Regions from separate parts of the Sus scrofa genome. Here region 2 is linked to region 1. A link is a contact called in public Hi-C data. All regions are on one chromosome and are shown on one strand. Each heading gives the region's core, a stretch centred on a gene start, on an enhancer-like site or on the middle of the called end of the contact. The rest is flanking DNA. Distances are from core to core; before and after follow the strand shown. Region 1 has its middle 9.5 kb from the start of RPLP1. Region 2 has its middle 210 kb from the start of RPLP1.

Evidence for each region. A called contact is a pair of places that touch in the nucleus more often than the background predicts.
Region 2: a contact with region 1 is called in a Hi-C map of retroperitoneal adipose tissue, with 2.0 times the contacts expected there. The contact joins two enhancer-like sites. A contact is called at or near these places in 1 of 5 promoter capture datasets (liver) and 8 of 47 Hi-C or Micro-C datasets (alveolar macrophages, embryonic fibroblasts, epiblast stem cells and 5 more).

What each region holds. Positions count from the first base shown.
Region 1 is chr1:167,303,235-167,307,932 of Sscrofa11.1, reverse strand. No RefSeq gene overlaps it. Among named protein-coding and RNA genes, the nearest start is that of RPLP1, 9.5 kb to the right of the region's middle. Within about 2 kb of position 2,037, at least 26 of the 83 cell types and tissues checked have an H3K27ac peak or open chromatin away from gene starts, as enhancers often do. A contact at or near this core is called in alveolar macrophages and retroperitoneal adipose tissue, where this site is marked.
Region 2 is chr1:167,504,202-167,508,899 of Sscrofa11.1, reverse strand. No RefSeq gene overlaps it. Among named protein-coding and RNA genes, the nearest start is that of RPLP1, 210 kb to the right of the region's middle. Within about 2 kb of position 1,904, at least 8 of the 83 cell types and tissues checked have an H3K27ac peak or open chromatin away from gene starts, as enhancers often do. A contact at or near this core is called in alveolar macrophages and retroperitoneal adipose tissue, where this site is marked.

The sequences.
Region 1 (4,698 bases), core at 788-3,287:
AGACAGTGCTCAGATGCCAGGGCCTGGGCTCGGCCCTCACCCTCTGTGAGACACATGAGCAGGACAGCTGAGGCTGTCACAGCCAAGGAGGCCTATGAGAATGCAGATGGGAGGCAAGCTGGGAGGTGAGGGCTGAGGGGTCTTAACCTGATGTGGGGCAAGAGTGACAGACACCCTGGGTTTGAGTCCCAAATTGGATGGCCACATCACTTTGCCACTCTGAACCTCCTCTTCCACTAATGCTCTCTGAGACCCTTTCTAAATCTAATTTGCTATGCTTGTGGGGAGAAATCTATGGCCTGCCCTCAGGGAGGGGCAGCAAGGCTAATGCACCGCCCAGGGGAGAAAGCAGAGGCTCTGGAAATGGGCTTAGTCCTTACAGGATGCCCCCAGGGCAAGGAGGATCCAGGGCTGGAAAGGCCAGGGAAGTTCTCTGGGCAGGGTGTGCCCAGAATATTCCTTGGAAAAGAGAGTTGCTGCGGATCAGCTGCGGAAGGCACTTGGCAGAACAGAAAGAGCACTTGAGGGAAGTAAAACCAGCCCTCTCTATGTTCGTGTTGGCCGCCTGCACACAGCCGGCCCTCGACGGGGCCCATTGTCTCTGGTTCCACCCCCACCCCTAAGTAAAGCAAACCCAACAGCTTGAAAGAACGCAAACAGCTGCGGAGCAAGGAGCAAGCTTCCCACCCATCCCCAGCCAAGGTGAACAGGCTGTGAGTTTGTTGACAGAGAAAAAAGTCATCAATTTTTCATTACCCAGCGAAGGCAACAGAATGTCTTGGGATGTCAACAGTTTCCAGGCAACAAAGAAACCAAATCCACAGTCCCCTCACTTGAAAAGATGTTTCCTTTACAAGCATCAGCTTGGATGGGGAGCCCAGGGAGGGGGGTGGGGTGGAGGTGGGAGGCAGAGGCAAGTGAAACCCCTTGGCACCTGCAATGGCTGATTCAGACATTGAAGGTTTGCAGTTGTCTGCAATGACCCCATTAACAGATCTTGTCAGACGGTGACTCAAGGCCAGGCTCATCTTTGGGGAGGATTCAGGCACAAGAGCAAGTCAGCTGGCGTGGCTTATTCATCTGTTTAGTCAACAAACATTTTTGAGTGCTCTTAGGACCTGTGCTCAGGCCCGGGGGCCCAGTCTAGCTGGGGAGATAAGCAAGAAAACCACTTCCCTCCACCTGAGGGATGAGAAAACCAAGAGCCAGAGAGAAGAAACAACTGTCCCAAGATCACAGGGCCACCTAGGGGCCGAGCTGTCCTTGAAGCCCCCGCCCAGGTTCTTTGCAGCTGTGCCAAGGTCCCCAACCTACAGGTCCCCAGAGGATGCTGGCACAGACACAGTCTCATCCAGAACTAACATGGCAAGCTTTTTAGAACCCTCGGCCAAAGCAGCCAGATACTGAATCTAAAAACCAAAAGAAGGACTTCCCGTCATGGTTCAGAGGTTATCTATCGAACCTGACTAGCATCCATGAGGACGGGGGATCGATCCCTGCCCTCGCTTAGTGGGTTAAGGATCCAGCATTGCCATGAGCTGTGGTGTAGGTCGCAGACACAGCTCAGATCCTGCATTGCTGTGGCTGTGGTGTAGGCTGGTGACTCCAGCTCTGATTAGACCCCTCGCCTGGGAACCTCCATATGCTGAGGGTGCAGCCCCAAAAAACAAAAAGACCAAAAAAAAAAAAAAATGAAAAGGAGATCATGAGACTCTCGTGGTGCAGTCAATGATTGTTATTTTAACTCTAAAATAGGTGGTTCTAACCAAAACAGAAAAGGCTGGCCCTTTCCAGAGCACTTTGGCAGGCCTAGAGCTCCCAGGTTGTCTCCTCGTGTTTGCGTTAACGTTTCCCAGTGAATGTCAATGGAGACTCAAGAATAAGTCAACACAGGTCCTCACGGTAAATGGCAAGCCTTGTTAGCAGAGTAAACCGTGTGCTTAGCCTGTCTTAAAAGAATCTTTGCTGAGTAAACAGAAGGAAGGCTTTACTTGAGAGTACACAGAGCCAGGAGCTGAGGTGTGCGGGAGGGTGGAAGGCAATAACTCCACCGGCTCAGCCTGGAGGTGCCCTGGGAGGGGGCTGGGATTGGCTGCGTGTGAAGGAGAAGCGACTTTGCAAGCCCTGCAGGCCAGAAGGGGCATGGGGTAGGGGGCCCAGAGGGGTCACAGGACTTACTGTCACACAACCAGCTAAAGCAGAACCGGACCTCTCACCTAACAGCCCCCAAGGAACCAACTCTCTTAGTGAGGAGGCAAAAGCCAGACTCTGCAAAAACCCTCAGAAAGGAGAATCTGAGGGTCCATCTCATTTGCTCTGAGGTGTCAAGGAATGGATGTCTTTAACTTTCCCAGGACAATTTTTATATTTAAAGACAACGTCAAGGAAGTGAAGCCCTAGCGAAGACGGCAGTGGGGAAATATTTTTGGTCCAAATAGGTGACCAACTTTCCGTCTCCAAATGGTAACATTGACTCAATATTATCCTTAGTGGTAGTGGCTAAGGAAACAAACCTTAATAGCTTCTGGTCCTTTGCCCACACCTCACAACTTCCTTGATGGCCTTATTTACATGAGCTACTCATTTTCCCAAGTTAAAAAAAAAAAAAATTGGGGTCTGAAATCTGTGACTCATAAACTTGTTAGGCTGAAAAGCCCAAGTGCCACCATTGACTTAAAATCATCTTTACACACACACACACACACACACACACACACACACCTTGAAACATTCCACTTTTTGTTTAATTTATGGATTCCTTTCCTCTTTCTTGAAAGAGTACGAGAGCATAGATCAAAGTACAAGTATGCAGTGAAGTCATTATAAGAGCCACAGAAAAAAATTTTTTTAATCAGTACCAAGAAAAGGATGAGGAAGCACATCTATTATCCATTTAGATCAATTTAATAGCAGAGATTGGGCATCAAGCCTGGTGCTGTTTCTCCGCAGCTAAGGCAGAGAGGCGAGCATGATAAGTCACAGAGCTCTTGTTATTATAAAGGAGGCATGGTTACCAACTCCCTGGAGGACACCAGTTTTCTCCTGGTCCTAAATTTAAAAGAATTTTTCACCTAAGACCTTATTTAGGAGACAGTAACAACACAACAGCCTTCACAATTTTTATGGCAAAAGCAGAAGTGGTTTTCATGTGGCTGTTTCTTCCAGCAACCTTGGAGGAAAGCCAAGGGTAACACCACATTGCCCAGCAGCCCAGTAATATTCTTCTCTGTTTTTAGACAAGAAATGAACTTGATCAGATTAAGAGGAGAAGTCAGGGAGTTCCCACTATGGCATAATGTGATCAGCAGTGTCTGTCTCTGGAACCCCAGAACACAGGTACGACCCCTGGCCTGGCACAGTGGGTTAAAGGTTACCACGGCAGCAGCTCAGATCTGAGCTCTGGCCCAGGAATTCCATTTGCCTCGGGTGCAGCCAAAAAAGAAAAAAAAAAAAAAAAAAAAAAAAGGAAAAGTCAAATGTGCTAAATAAATTACACAGGAAGCAAGACCATATGAAAACGTACTTGGTTTCCTCTTGACTGGGTCACTACTGGGCACATAAACATGACTTTTATTTCAAACGTGTGGACTGTAGTTCCATTGTAGCTCAGCGGTAACAAACTTGACTGGTATCCATGAGGATGCAGGTTTGATCCATGGCCTCGCTTAGTGGGTTAAGGATCCAGCATTGTTCTGTGGTGTGGGTCACAGATGCGGCTCGGATCCTGTGTTGCTGTGGCTGTGGTGTAGGTCACAGACATAGTTTGAATCTGGTGTTGGTGTGGCTCTGGTGTAGGCCGACAGCTGCAGTTCCAATTAGACCCCTAGCCTGGGAACCTCCATATGCTGCAGATATGGCTCTAAAAAGCAAAAAAAAAAAAAAAAAAAAGTGTGGACTGACTTGCTCACCCCAGGGCCAACAGCTGGCCATCCCTATCTGCCTGCCTCACCCCTTGCTCTCCTCCTAAGAGTCAAACTATTCCTATTATTGTCCACTCAGGGGCAGCACTGAGCCACCAACAAAACAAAACGGAAATAACAAAAATAAAGCCATCCAGCAGCAAGAATGCAATTCTACAAGTCTACTAATTCCATTCATCCTGAAAATCCAATATGTGACCGTTTCCATAACTATTTAGAGGGTGTAAAAATAAAGCAGTCCTTCCAATACTAAGAATTACTTCTCAGATGCTCTTTTTAAAATTTTAATTGTCAACCCATTATCTGAGAGAACAAAGAAATACTAGCATTTTTTTGAACAGGAACATTGCTAAGTGTTTTACATGTACCATCTCAATTAATCCTACAAGAACTCTGTGAGGGAGGTATCACCATTAGCCCCATCATGCATATGAGGGGCCAAAGAGGTTAGAAAACTGAGACCCAGAGAAGTTAGCAAACTCACCTAAATTCACAGTCTTATTTAGCGATAGAGTGGGATATGAGTCAAGCCAGGCGGTCTGACATCAGAGTGGTTAACCCTGTGTTCCAAAAGACCTGAGAGACTGCACAGCTGGAAGCGGTATCTAGTCCACACTCGTTCCTTAATCAGACATTGTCTTCTTTATCCCAGCCTTAGCCTAATGCCTAGCAAAATTTTTCCTTCTTTTCAGCTGAAACTCTCTCAAAATTGGTCAGCGTTCTATCCCCCAGAGCTACTTGGAATAAAGTGCCTTTCTTTTCCATTTTAATGCCCCCT
Region 2 (4,698 bases), core at 655-3,154, 200 kb before region 1:
TGGGGGGACACGACTTTGTTCTAAGACAAGCAAGATTGGAGGAGTTCTAAGGAAGCAGTCACTAGACAAACAGAAAGATTTATATGCAAGATGTTCACTGCAGAATTATTTATAAGAGTGAAAGATTGGAAACAGCCTAAATGCCCCACAACAGGGGTTGGCTAGATAAATTATGATCTACTCACACAGTAGAAGACGATACGGCCATTACAATTCATTTTTGAAGATGATGCTATAGAAATAGCCAATAGGCGCCAAGTGGTAGTGTCTGCAGTGTCATATGTATGAACTTCTCACCGCAGCCCTATGAGGAAAGTACTATTTGTCTTCCCTCCATCTGATACCTAGGGAAACTGAGGCACAGACAAGCCCAAGTCACCCAGGTAGAGTTGTGAATGGAACTGGCACCTCCAAGAGGCATTGTCACACACTGCAGGATGCTGCCCCTCTCTAACAGAGGTCACTGAGATTCCAAGCCTGAGGAGTAGGGGAGGGAGAGGTAAATTCCCTCCCAGGTCCACAGCACACTGTGATGAAGAAGGGCAGATCTGAGCTGCACCCAGGCGATCTTGAGGTCTTGGCCAGGCTGCCCTCCCAAGGAGTGTTTATAGAGGAGGAAAGAGCCTAAGTGAATTCCCAGAGGTGGCAACACTTTGTGGGAGTTCAGAAAACCCTGGGGAGGTAGGGCTGACCAGCACATCAAATGCATTATACTTGTCTACTGAAAACCAACACATAAACTACAAGGGACCTGGGCTGAGGTCCTGCTGTATATCCCAAAGCAGGGACAGTAATAACTGAAACTATGAACAGCACTGAGTCTAGCCGGACATCATGGCGAAAGCTTTCTCTGGGAGCCCCATCAGATCCTGAGGGCCACAACCTCTCTTTGGGCTAGCTTTAGTCCCATTTCACAGATGAGAAAATTGACACTTGGCAAGCTTAATTAAATTGCCTGGTGGCCAGAGTTGAACCAGGAGGATTTGTGACAGCCTCGCTCCTGGGAGGCGGGCAGCCAGCACAGGGATGGGAGCCCACGTTCAGGCCCCAGCAGCTCATGCAGTTTCCTGCTCCATCAGCTACAGCCAGCCTCCCTTGCTATTCAGGGAAACTGTGCTACATGAAGATGATTTCAGAGCCTCCTGGGTTTACGAGGATCCCCAGGAAGCCCAGCTTCTGGCAACATGTGAGAAGGAAAAGGGGAAAGCATTACAGGTTTGGAAAAACAACCAAATGAATTCTGGTCCCTCAAGCTGGTGCAGTGTGAAGCCAAGGGGAATCTGAAACAAAACCATGCCACGGGCCCCTTCAGAAGCCCTGGGCCCCCTCTCAGCTCCAGGCTGCTGGGGGCCTGAACATGGGCTTCTCCCTGCTTAGTCCCCAGCCCAGGCTGCTAAGCTTCGTCCAGGAGCTGCCATCACCCCTGCATCCCTGGGCTCTGGACCTGCACTTTAGGCCTGCAGCCGAGAGACCCAGCCCTCCACCCCAAAGACCAGTTCCCCCCAGACTAAGTTTACAGATTTCTGTAACAAATGCAAAGTCTTTCCGGGTGTTACCTTCACTGTCTCTGACTCCCTTTCTGAAGAGGTAAATGGAGATCCCTGTGGATTCTGGCTACTGTGCATCTTGAGGGGGGCCTGCCCCAAATGCCCTTTGACCCAATTCCCCCAGGGAAAGGTCTATGGGAACAGACAACCTTTGGGGGTTTGTCTAGTGCCAGCACACCTCCCTTAAGCGCATTTCCCAACACACCCACACGGGAGCCGTGCTGTCCAGGACACCCCCTTTTGCAGCTACCGGGCTGATAGGCACGTGGGGGTCCTGCCCAAGGCCCCAGTCTGCTGCCTGGGCTCAGCCAAGCAGATGCTCTGCTGGGAGATTAGGCTGAGAGTCTCTGCTTGGCTTCTGTGGGACACTGGGCTGTGGGAAGCAGGAGGCGGGGCAGCTGTGAGCTCCCCTAACCAAGGGAGCCTGCCAGAAATGGAGAGAAAAAAAGAGGAAGAAAAGCTGGGGGTCGGGGGTGGAGGACAGGCATGACTTTGTAGTTCCTGATTCTAGTTCCTCAGAGGTGGGGCTGAAATTTTCACCCTTGGGTTTTTGTGAAATTCAGCCATGTCCTTCCCACAGGGTCATCATTTGCTTGAACAAACAGCTGTCCTTTGCAGCCAAGGGGCCCTGGCTAGCCCACCAGGGCTGGAGGAAGCCATCGTCCCCACAGAGGGCTGCTCTGGAGACCCCACCCTGCAGGGGAGCCTTCAGGGCCCCCATGCCCTGTCCTCTGTGGAGCAAGGGAGGGCTGGGGCGGGGGCATGGGGGGAAGGAGGGGGGAGAGGGAGACTGTTCACTCTGTCCCTGGAACCTCAGTGGTGCTCTGGACTTGCCATACAAGGGGCTCCACCTCAGCCACATTGGCATCTAGGGCTTCTGCCACCTGCCTCCCCTTGGCCCACTCACAGTGACCTCACCCGTGGCAGAGCCTGATCCATTCTTTCCCTTGTGTTTCTCGTTCTTAAATACTCTCTGCTGCATACAGGATAAAGTCCAAGCTCCGTGACACAGCGTTCAAGTCCATTGCCTACCTTCCACAGGCTCATCGCCCCCCATTTCTCATGTTGTGTCTTAGTTGGCCTCTACCTCCAGTCCTCTGCCCATTCTGATCCCTCTGCCTGGAATTCCCTTTGCTTCCTTCCTTCCTTGCCTTGCTAACTTTGCCTGGACTTTCAGGAATGCCCCCAGTTCCACACTCATTGCTTCCAGGAACACTGACTTCCCAGGCCAGGCTAAGATGTCTTCCCTTGGGTTCCCTTATCTCCTGGCCCTGCTTAGCCCACTGAAACTCAGACCATGCTGTAACTGGCTGCTTTCTTGTCTTTCAAGAAGAGACACCATGGGCTCTGCAAAGGCTGAGATGATAACTTATGCTCCGGATCTCCCCAGGGCCGTGTTCAAGGTAAATTGGTCTCTATCCCTCCGCCCATGCAAACCAAGGACATGGATTTCCAAGGTAATGCTCAGGTCACCTGTCCCTAGTTTAGACATGATAAAGCTGCGGCTCAGAGGGGTTTGTGGTGACCAAGGTCATGGAGTAGCAAGTACCACGGTATGAATTAGAAGCCAGGACCATCTGCTTTAAGACCTACCTGTGCTTTTCCCACTACACCCCCTACTTAACAGGGCAACTCAGCCTTGGCCCCCAGTGTCACCCTGAGGAGTTCATTTCAACACGTGTGTTCCCTTTGGGGCCATCAATGCTTCTGAGCTCCCAAACTGCCGATCCGCACCCTGGGACCAACACTTGGCTTGGGGCTCCATGGTTCGCAGCTGCGAGTCACAGGTTCCACGCCTCTGGGCACACTCTTCCTTCTGCCTGGTTCCCCCAAGAGGATTCTGTTCCTCATCGGGCTCCTTCCTCAAGATCCGCCTCCACATCCCTCTCGATCTGGAGCTTTCTAGAAGCCTCCCTGTGCTTGTTGCACTGTCGCCGGCCTCGTGCCCACGGAAGCCAGCTGCCTCTTGGTGACAGTCCCTGGCCACCAGGCTAGGCTTCATACCCTCTCCTTTGCTCCTGTCTCTCCCTAGTAGACGGTGATCGCTATGTCATTCAACTCCTTGCCGGCACGTGGCTGATACTAGGCGCATCACAAAAGCATGTTGGAAGGAAGAGGGAGGGAAGGATGCTGTTTGTAAAGCCTTTCACTTTGAGAAAGCCCAAGACTTAACCCCACTTGATTCCCCTACAGCTTTGAACAGAGGGGCTGGGGCCGGAGTAGAAAATCAGCGGGCATTTTCTCATCAAATTCTTTATGCCACAACTCGCTTCTGTTCTTGTGCTACTATTTACAAAGTACTTTTGCACACACTGACTTGCTTAATTTTCGTAAGAATCAAGAAGAGGCCATGTTTTTAAAATGTGCAAAGGAGGATCCTCTAAAATCAGCCTGTAACCCCAACCTTTATCTGCTGGCAACCTTCCCCACAGATGCCAAGACCTGTCCACCCGGGTGCTTTAATCTTGTGCTGCTGTATCTGTTATAGGCATCCTTGTCCTGTCATGGTCCATGCACAGCATGGTCACATGATGCTTCCAGATACAGGGAGTCCTTGGCCAAGAAATGGTCATTTGCTCCTGAGATCAGTGGCCCCAATCAGATAGCTCAGCCACTCTTCTCCTTGTAATTCTGCCCCGAGATTCCCTCCCATCCCCAGCCTTCCACCAGAAAGAAGGTCCCTTGCCTTGTGAATTCTGTGCACCCCAAGGCACAGTGCCAGCCCCTCTCCAATGTCAGCTGGCAGGCACAGCCAGCACCATACACCCTTTGGCCTTCTTCTTAACCAGGCCTCTGCAGTCCTGCTTGGGCTGTCACCCCAGTCCCTCCAGTTTCCATGAGCCTATGCATGCAGCCGAGCTACTCTGATCAATAATATGCAGCCCTGCTCCTGCTCTCTGCTCCAGAAAATACCTGCTAGAGATGACAACAGGGTCCCCAGGAGGACTGGGCTTTGCTGGGGTCAGAGTCAGGGCTGGGGAAGCGTGGCAGACTGGTATGGAGGGTTGAGGCCCAGAGGACAACCAATGCCTCTTGGGGTGCCTTGGAGGACCATTCCCCGTGTCAAGCTTAGCTTTCCCCTGCCCCCCACTGAGCAAAGAAACAGAGATGCCCAAAGCATCCAGCTATGCCCAATCCTAACCCTCTTTCT